Linked DNA regions of Bos taurus: region 2 is linked to region 1. The links are chromatin contacts, called in public Hi-C maps. All regions are on one chromosome and are shown on one strand. Each heading gives the region's core, a stretch centred on a gene start, on an enhancer-like site or on the middle of the called end of the contact. The rest is flanking DNA. Distances are from core to core; before and after follow the strand shown. Region 1 has its middle 40 kb from the start of TARBP1. Region 2 has its middle 190 kb from the start of IRF2BP2.

Region 1 (5,009 bases), core at 1,826-4,325:
CTACTGAACTCTGGATGAAGAGGAAGGCTGACTGTAAAGCCACATGCAGCTTTGCAGTTGTGTAAAGGGCTGGCACCTTGTGTGTTGTTCAAGGTCAACTGTAGTTTGAAATCAGGATGGATGGTGCCTCCAGATTTGTTCTTCTTTCTCAAGATTGCTTTGGCTATTCAGGATCTTTTGTGGTTCCACAGAAATTTTCAGATTGTTTGTTCTAGTTCTGTGAAAAATGCCATCAGTATTTTGATAGGGATTGCACAGAATCTGTAGATTCCTAGGTTTAAAAATAAAGTTTAAATAAATTTTAAACAATATTAATTCTTCTAATTCATTTATTTGTTTCTCCCTTAATTTCTTTCATCAATGTTTATAGTTTTCAGTAGACAGTTCTTTCACTTCCTTAGTATTTTATGTTTTCTGATGCTATTGTCAAGGTAATTGTTTTCTTAATTTCTCTGAAAGATTGTTGCTGTAGAGAAATTGAACTGATTTTTGTATATTGATTTTATATCCTGCAACTTTACTGAATTTGTTTATTGGTTCTAACAATTTTTGCTGGAGTCTTTAGGGTTTTCTATATATAATATAATTTCATCTGCAAACAAAGACAATTTTACTTCTTCCTCTTGGACAAAAGTATTCTTTAAATGCGCAGGCTGAATTCAAGGAAAGCACAGGGGTGAAAGAGCATGGCACCATACCCACATTACAAGACTAAAAACTTACTGCCACTTCTTCCCAGTTGGTTGCTGGGCATACTGAGTTTTAGGAGCATTTGAAAGAGATTTCATCAGTCATTCAAAGGCATGGATTTTAAATGCAATTACTGTATATAATTAGCTGTTTCATCTTCGGGTGCCAGTGAATTTGGAATTTAATCTCTGATTGCACAAAATAGAATACTAAGCAGCTTACTCTATCTAAGGGCTGGTAGAGTTGTTTATTGGTGTATGGATCATGCAGCCAAATTCCTTACAGCTACCATAGACAAACATCACAGAGAAAAGGACAGTGTGGGACTCCCCTGGTGGTCCAGCGGTTAAGACTCTGTGCTTTCAGTGGAGAGGGTGTGGGTTTAATCTCTGTTTGGGAGACTAAGACACCACATGCCATGCAGCAAAGAAACACAAAAAAAGACAAGGATGCGGAAAAGGTACCAGCTCTTAAAAGAGGCATCTTTAAAAGTGTGCTGAAGAGACTGTTGAGATGTCTTCTTTTGATGACCCTCCCACTGCCTTGCTCATGCAGGGTGGACTCCATCCCCACTCTCACCTCAACATAGCACCTACTAGATTGCTTCCATGTCTGCTTTTCTTACAGGATTATAAGCTTCAGGAGGGCAGAGACCATGTCTTATTATACACTTCGTGTTTCTGTCATAAAGCACAGTGCCTTGGTATACAATAAATGAATACATGGATGAGCTGCCAATTAAAATCAGCAGATTCACAAAATCAGCAGTCTATTTAAATAGCTGTTTTCTATGTCTCTAAAGAAAAACGAACTGTTTAAATGGTATTTACTTCTAAGTCCTTTTCCAAGATAAAGCTTCAGCAAAACCCATTTTTTTTTCCCACAGGTTGGGTGGTCCCTTTTCAACCTTGCACCTAAGCCTTTGTCATCACTGTAGGAGAATTCACAGAGTCCAGAATTTTCAGTGACACAGCTCCCTCTCCCTGCAACGTTCGGGGGATGCCTGTTGTATATCTATGTACACTAGTAGGTAGGTACCTTTAGTCCCTAAGTCGTGTCCAACTCTTTCCGACCCCATGGGCTGTATGCTGCCAAGCTCCTCTGTCCAAGGGATTTCCCAGGCAAGAATACATGAAGTGGGTTGCCATTTCCTTCTCCAGGGGATCTTCCCGACCCAGGTATGGAACTTGGTCTCTTGTATTGCAGATAGACTCTTTGGCGACTGAGCCACAAGGTAAGCCCCTGTGTACACGAACAATGACTTGAGAACAATAGTTAGATATATATTAATATAGGTAGGCCATTAAGTTTAAGTGGGTCTTCATCTGGCCTTAATTCTAGTTTCAGTTCATAGCATATCTGTGAAGGTTTTTTAGTTATTACTGTGATGTAAGCTTCCTGAAACCAAGAAATGTATCAGTGTTGTTCAAAGCTATATACTCAGCAAACTCAGGCAATGCTCAAAAATACTTCCTGAGTGACTGAATTTGTATACGTGGCAGGCACTGGGATAGAAGGTGGCTATTGAAAAATCGTGAGCTATTTTGTTTCAAAAAATTTTTCAATAGACTAACAGCCAAAAGCGGAGAAGGCAATGGCACCCCACTCCAGTACTCTTGCCTGGAAAATCCCATGGACGGAGGAGCCTGGTAGGTCCATGGGGTCGCAAAGAGTCGGACACGACGAGTGACTTCACTTTTCACTTTTCACTTTCATGCATTGGAGAAGGAAATGGCAACCCACTCCAGTGTTCTTGCCTGGAGAATCCCAGGGACGGGGGAGCCTGGTGGGCTGCCATCTATGGGGTCGCACAGAGTTGGACACGACTCAAGCGACTTAGCAGCAGCAGCAGCAACAGCCCAAAGAGCAGAAATACCACAGGCGTCAAAAGTTTTGTGGGTTTTTCTTGTAATGATTTTTATCCCCAAGGGGGTAAAAGAAACCCTTAAAATCTGTGTAGGGAACACAAAGCAAGAAAATTCCCCCTTAAAACATGCCTATAGTAAAAGCTTTCTCCTGACCCCACAGGAAAGGCCCTTCAGAGGACCGTAGCAGCACCCACCCCCCATCTTGGGTGTGGCCGGGACAAATTAGTACAACAGAGACCCAAGAGGCAACACACAAAAGAACCTGTAATGGCAGATGGAAAGGAACATCCGGGGTCCTCCAGGCCGAAGGCCGTGTATACATCCGCAGGTGGGATGCATGTGCGCGGTTGGTGTGCGGTTTGTGATTCGTCTGTATCCCTGCCGCTGCGGAAGTGGGCTCAACAGCAAAACAAAACAAAACAAAACAGAAACCTTGCTGTGGTTTCTGAAGACTGGGGTTTCCATAGGTGACCCTAGAGGTTTTGTAACTTCCACATGAAGCTATTTGCCAAATGACTCATTCCAGAGCCAGAGAAAGATTGATCCACTCCCGTCAGCCCCTTTTCTGTTGTCATGACCGCCAGAGAGACACTGGGGAAGGAAAATGGGGACATTCCGGTTTTTCCTGTGTTCCACTCTCTCAGCCTCAGTCCCTCTGCAGGGAAAGGAAAACTCTGGGTACCAGGTTCATTTAGCTGATCCTTGGTGCAGTGAGGCCAGTCCTCGCCTCTTCTGTCACTTCTCCAGGTACTAAGGACCCCAGGGAGCTCTGACCAGCATAGTATAGACCCACAAATGCTGGGTCCCCCCGCCCCTCGGTCAGGCACCCTGTATGCACGTCTGTGTCCGTGAGTGTGTGCACGAGGAATGTTCGAGGAAGTCCAGGCGTGACTCTAAAGAGTTTCTCACTCTTAATTGGTAGACCAGTCCTTTAGGGACAATTCTCCTGCCCGAGAATATGTTTGCATCCGGAATATAGTGATAGTGAAAAACACTAGGTCCTCTTCTCAGAGATCAGTCAAACCCTCTCTGCACCACAGCCATGAGAATGCCACCATTCCTTTTTTTATTTTTATTTTTGGCTGTGCTGGGTCTTAGTTGCGGCATGCAGGCTTTTCTCTAGTTGCAGCGCCTGAGGTTCTCTTGTGGCGCATGGGCTCAGTGGTTGTGGCTCCGGGGCTTAGTTGCCTCCGGGCGTAAGGAATCTTAGTTCCCTGACTATGGATGGACTCCACGTCCCCTGCATTGGAAGGTGGATTCGAACCATTGGATCACCAGGGAAGTCCCCCATTCTTTTGTGCTGCTTCTCTCTTTTCCCTGCAGTCATGCCCTATGGTTGGACTGCTTGCTAGACCTAGGTGCCCCCAGCTAGGGCTGTAGGTCACTGAAAGCAGAATTTGGGGTTCCCCAGCTAGGACAGGCTGGCTCCACCCTCTATAAGGGATCAATGTTGATATGTAGCCCCATCAAGGTGTAGGTCCGGAGAAGGCAATGGCACCCACTCCAGTACTCTTGCCTGGAAAGTCCCATGGATGGAGGAGCCTGGTAGGCTTCAGTCCATGGGGTCACTAAGAGTCGGACACGACTGAGCGACTTCACTTTCACTTTTCACTTTCATGCATTGGAGAAGGAAATGGCAACCCACTCCAGTGTTCTTGCCTGGAGAATCCAAGGGACAGAGGAGCCTGGTGGGCTGCTGTCTATGGGGTCGCACAGAGTTGGACACGACTGAAGTGACTTAGCAGCAGCAGCAGCAGCAAGGTGCAGGTTATCTGTATTGTTTCCACCAGTCGGTCTCCTTGTCTGCAGCTGCCCTTCCTTTTCACCAAGACCAGATGTTGATGACTGATGCAGTCTCACTTGCTAACTGCAAAGATCTGTCCTTCTAAATTTTCTCCTGGGACTTCCCTGGTGATCCAGTGGTTAAGATTTCACCTCCCATTGCAGTGGGGGCAGGTTCAATTCCTAGTCACAGCAGCTGAGATCCCACATGCCTCTTAGCCAAGAAAACAAAACATAAAAACAGAAACAACATTGCAACAAATTCAATAAAGACTTTACAAATGGTCCACATCGAAGAGAACGCTTTAAAAAACAATAAAGTAAATTCTCTTATGAATTCTGTCTGGTGAAGTTCTCTATGTGCTAACAGCAACAGCAGTTGAGGTGTACCCATCACTTTCATGCCAGGCACTTAGCCAAATCCACTGCAAACTTCCTCTTATTTAAGCCTTAGGGTATTTCTTAAACTAACTGGCATGGTGTCCATTTTCCAGATGAGGAAACTGAGGCTTCCAGAAAATAAAATCCTGCTCGAAATCACACAGCGCTCAAGTGGCAGAGGCTAGGTGGATACTCAGGAGGTTGGACCTCAAAATCTTTGCTCTGAATTGTAGCCACCAGGCTTGGCCAGCTTCACAGCATCTCAGCCCATGGGGGATGTATGGAGTT
Region 2 (5,009 bases), core at 1,413-3,912, 290 kb after region 1:
AACGGGTAAGATTCACTTTGACAACTTAATGGACCAAGAATATTATTTCACCATTAAATATAAAAGATATCATCTCTAAAATATAAAAATTATTAATGAGATTTTTTTCCCACAGTAAGGCTTCAAAACCCAGAGATCTGTAGTATTTATGGCACATATGAATACAGACCACCTGGAGGAGGAAATGACCACCCACTCTTGCCTGGAAATATTTCTTGCCTGGAAAATTCCATGGACAGAGAAGTGTGGTGGGCTACAGTCCATGGGGTCACAAAGAATTGGACACAACTGAGCGTGCACACTGGAGAAGGCAATGGCACCCCACTCCAGTACTCTTGCCTGGAAAATCCCATGGACGGAGGAGCCTGGTAGGCTGCAGTCCATGAGGTCGCTAAGAGTCAGACACGACCGAGCGACTTCACTTTGACTTTTCACTGTCATACACTGGAGAAGGAAATGGCAACCCACTCCAGTGTTCTTGCCTGGAGAATCCCAGGGACGGGGGAGCCTGGTGGGCTGCCGTCTATGGGGTCACACAGAGTCGGACACGACTGAAACAACTTGGCAGCAGCAGCAGAGCGTGCACACACACACAACACGTGAATTTAGACCAGCCACATTTCAAGTTCCCAAGCACCATATTAGACACATAGTCTCTGAAGATGATGTTCCCCCCTCAAAACACTTTGACTTCCCTGAAACATTTTCCATAGAATAAATGAAACTATGATGCTTGACTCTTACTTGATTTAAAATGCTCGCATTCTTAATAAGATAAGAATTTCTAAAAATGTCTTTTGAAGAGTACCAAGCAGCCTTGGTTGGCCCTTTCCTTCTAATGCTGAGAACTGGAATCAAAGCATCATATGTTAGGCTAATCAGTTTTTGCCCCTCACAATGGAAAAATAAATATAGCCAGATTCTTTATGAGAAAAAGTTTTATTTATCAGGAAGCTGTAGTATTTATAAACTAATATGAAGTAAATGTCCTCAAGATATCTAAAGCACTCAAACAGATCTCAACAGGAAAAAAAGCAAATTCATAATCAAAATTGTAGATATTAACTGCCCCATTGCTTAGGGCTACTCACCAACCTATGGTTGGACACCCACATGTGTTCGCGTGTTGTCTGCCAGGGACCCTGGGCACACAAGCTGCCCTGGAGGCCAGCAGGGCCTCGTGACAGCCAGGCAGACTCAGAATGCAGGGGCAAGAATGGCCTCGAAGCCAATGTCTGCCGGAGAGGCTGCCCGGGTAGAAGACTCTAGGCCTGGATCCAGGGCTATGGCTAGGAATTCTGCAGGGAGGAAGGCAGGAAGGAGGGACACGGGGAGGGAGTAGTAGGTACAGAAGCTGCATCACCCTGGCTGTCAGGGAAATGCAGGCTGTTAGTGAAGCACAGAAGGAACCTCCAGAGTGGGATGGTCAAGACCAGTGCTGCCCAAGACCAATACAACATGAGTCTTACATGCAGCATTTATTTTTAGTAGCCACATTAAAAGAAACATAAAATTAATTTTAATAACATTTTATTTAACCCACTTTTTCCAAAACATGATCAGTTCAACACGTTCAATACTTCACGTTCTCTTGTCACATAAGTCTGCGAAATCCCGTGTGAAACTTGCCATCATAGCACATCTCAGTTTGGAGCAGCCCCATTTCCAAGGCTCCAGAGCCACAGACCCCGGCAGATACCATATATGGCTGCGCAAATCTAGCTATGGGTGTGCGTAGAAGGATCCACAACTTCTGCTCCGATTCTTAAGTCCAAGAGAGAAGTCAGATCAGCTTAGAGGGAGCGGGCTGGGGACACAGAGGGAGATCAGGTCATCCAAGCCTTTGGAGGGGCCAGCATGCCTGGCTCTTCTATAACCAGAGATTGAATGAGAGGCACCAGCTCCTCTCATGCGTCCCCAAGGGTGTCTGTGCAAACAGTGTCAAGATGATGCAGAGCACCGAGGAACATTCGCTAAATTTTGCCAAGTGCTTGGACACCCGATCACAAGGGTGACCCAGAAAACTGCCAGTGCACCTGTGATGAGGGGCTTGGCGCGGAGCCCGGCGTGGAGGTCACCCGAGGTCACTGCCGGAGGCGGGGAGCCCAGCGCCGAGGCTGCCTAATGTGGAAATGTTTGGATCCGAGAGGGGCAGGCGCTGGGGGCAGCCTGCAGGCCGATGGGGAGGAGACCCGGCCGGCGGGGGCCGGAGCTCAGCGCTGACAGTAACCAGGTGCGCAGAGGACCACGTGGTCCGCAGCGCCGCGCCTGCCAAGACCCCGACAGCGTCTTTCCTAATAAGTCTGGCGATGCCTGTGTCCTTTCTCTCTCGGCAGAACAACCTCTCGCCTGCTCCCAGGTCTTATTTAAGAAGAGCGGGCCGCAGGGGAGAAAAGCAAGCCAAACCCAGCAGAGGTGGAGGCCAGCCTTCTTTCCCCAGGCTTCCCCTCTCCGCAGAAGATCGGCTTTGTGAATGAATAAAGGGACACTTTCTCCAAGATGGCATACTCCACGCTCCCGTTGTTGAGTATGGGGTGGGGGTCGACCCCCACCCCCCCCACCCCCGCCCATTTCCCTGAGTATTACCTTCTCCTGCTCTTGCCTACCCCTCCCTGCAAAGGCACCGCCCCTCTAACTTCAGAAAGAGGTCACCCTCCCAGCATCTGGGTCTGGCTTGGGAATCCACGCTTCCTGGTTGCCTCCCAGCCCCACACAAGGGAGGGCAGGATTACAACACGTGTGTGTTTGGGTCAAAAGGAGCACTTTTGAACTATGGCTGCAAGAAAGAACAGCCTGTACAGCCACCCCGAGTCTCCCAGCAACAAAGAATGTACAACAAAGAATGATTAGCCCTCACTTGCAAAACGATTTTTTTTTAAAGAGATGCAGCGTGGTCTCTTTATAGGGTCGTGGAAGGAGGGTTAGCTGGGTGGAAAGGCGCCCTCCCTGGACACCAGAGCCCCAGCGTCATTCCCGCTGGAGGGAGCCGGGGGTGGGGGGTGGGGCGGGGGGGCGGTGGTTTATGACCTTGGCTTTTACTCAGAAGCCCTTGTAACACGATTACCGATTACCGTCGGGGTTTTGCAAGCTTCCAGACCCAGGTGTGGTTGAAGGTCAGCTGCTGGCGGACAAGGGGCTCTTCTGCCGTTGGGAGAAGGTTACAAAGAATAATTTTCCTGTCCAAGGGCTCGTAGATGATTAACATGTTTCTTTCTGTTAACCAGAGAGTTAATAGTCATTCCAAGCCCTCTTTGATAATGGGGGCGGAGGGGAGAAAAGGAATACTGTTAACCATTAATCCAGGAAGATGCCATAAAAGTTAGTATGGAAAATACGCAGTTTGGGAGAGGAAATCACAGGCAAGGCGAGCCTGGTGGGGACAGAGGAGGAGAGGGAGCAGAGTGAGGCCATAAAGTTCATGCATGCTTAGAGTGGGGGACTTTTTTTAATCCTTTTCCTTGTTACATTGCACTGAGGAAACAGCGTAGGGATAACAAAATAACAAACACGGGAACATTATAAATAAAGCCAATTTTATTGGCTCTTTTTCTCCAGCCTCCCACAGCTGAGTGTGTCCTCTGCATGACTTCTTCTTTGGGCCTCTTTGCAGAGGAGAGGAGCCCAGACACCCCGCCTTCCCTTGGAGAAAGCCAGGGTGACCAGAAGGCTCGTCCCAGGAAGCCTCTCCTGGGGGCCCCCCTAGCCAGTGTCTTCATCCCCCACTCCAATCATCCTGCTGGGCCCCTGGGCAGCCTCACCTAGAGGAGAAGGTGCCCATCTGCTGCCCTGGAGGAAAGCAGTGTCAGCCTGTTTGCTGCAGCCAGGTTATGACACAAGGCCCTGGTTCCCATGAGAGGTTTCACAGCAGGCCTCGCCCGGGACACAGGAGGACACAGGAGCAAAACTCTTGCTTTGTGCAGGCAGCTCCCAGGTACCCCACCAAAGTTTCTGGGTGCAGCACACAAGCCTGTATATTAAAAAAATTTTTGTGTCATTGATGAGGTTTCTACTTGATGCCCTGCACTTACTTTTATTGATTGATTGATTTGATTTTGGCTGGGTCTTTGATGCACCTTGACTTTCTCTAATTGTGGCACAGAGGGCTCCTTGGCAGGGGCATCTTCCTGCCCCGACCAGGAACTGAACCCATATCCCCTGTAATTCTTTCCCACTGGACCACCGGGGAAGGCCCCAGCATGTGTATTTTTTTAAAGCCTAATTCTCCTGTGTAGCTACAGTCGAATGGTCATCACCTGGAGGAGACAGGGTGGCGAAGAGAGCTGGGTTGCAGGACTCAGAGTAAGGTGAGGCATGAGTTGATGGCCCAAGAAGATGACAGCCAAGATGAAGAGTGTGTGATAAGTGTGGATGGTCAAAAGGCTCTGGGCAGCACTGGAGCAATGCCGTGGGGACCACACTGGGGAGACTACCCACTTCCCTCCCAGAAACTTGGAAAGACATGGTGGATAGTATAGATACCTTTGGAACCACTCCTTTCATCCAGTTCCTGGAGGGACACAGGCCAGGGAAAGTTGACTTCAGGGAGGCATGTCCCAAGAGCACGTGACACTCATATGGTAACTCACTACTTGTGCAGGCAGAGAGAGATGGCTTCTCTCCTGAGCTCTGTTCTCCACTTGCTCCGTGAATGAAGGTTTCATATTTTCCATCTGTTAAATGGAATAATAATTCTTGACATCTGCCTGCCTCACTTGGACACTATGAATAGAACATTTTCCCCAAGTGCTTTGGGCTGACGTTAAAAGGAACTTCCTAAACATTAGCGCACTCACTGCTAGATTTTCTTGGACACCAGTCAACTTAAATGGATAATAATAAATTCCTCTGCCTATCTTTGTTGAGAGATTAAAAGAGAGAAAAATCCCACAAGACTTTGGTTCTTGAATCCTCTGCTCTATAAAATCTCTTTTGGGAGAAGGGTCTGAGGATATATCCAGGGTTGTAAGATGGCAAGAGTTGTTTCTAGAATATTGTGGTTTTAAAATCCC

The links. Hi-C and Micro-C count contacts between places; a contact is called where the count stands out from the background.
Region 2: a Hi-C map of liver shows a contact between it and region 1, with 2.8 times the contacts expected there. The contact joins two enhancer-like sites. A contact is called at or near these places in 2 of 11 Hi-C or Micro-C datasets (liver and skeletal muscle).

Annotation. Positions count from the first base shown.
Region 1 is chr28:7,306,771-7,311,779 of ARS-UCD2.0, forward strand. No RefSeq gene overlaps it. Among named protein-coding and RNA genes, the nearest start is that of TARBP1, 40 kb to the left of the region's middle. Within about 2 kb of position 3,076, at least 5 of the 102 cell types and tissues checked have an H3K27ac peak or open chromatin away from gene starts, as enhancers often do. A contact at or near this core is called in liver, where this site is marked.
Region 2 is chr28:7,596,414-7,601,422 of ARS-UCD2.0, forward strand. No RefSeq gene overlaps it. Among named protein-coding and RNA genes, the nearest start is that of IRF2BP2, 190 kb to the left of the region's middle. Within about 2 kb of position 2,663, at least 54 of the 102 cell types and tissues checked have an H3K27ac peak or open chromatin away from gene starts, as enhancers often do. A contact at or near this core is called in liver, where this site is marked.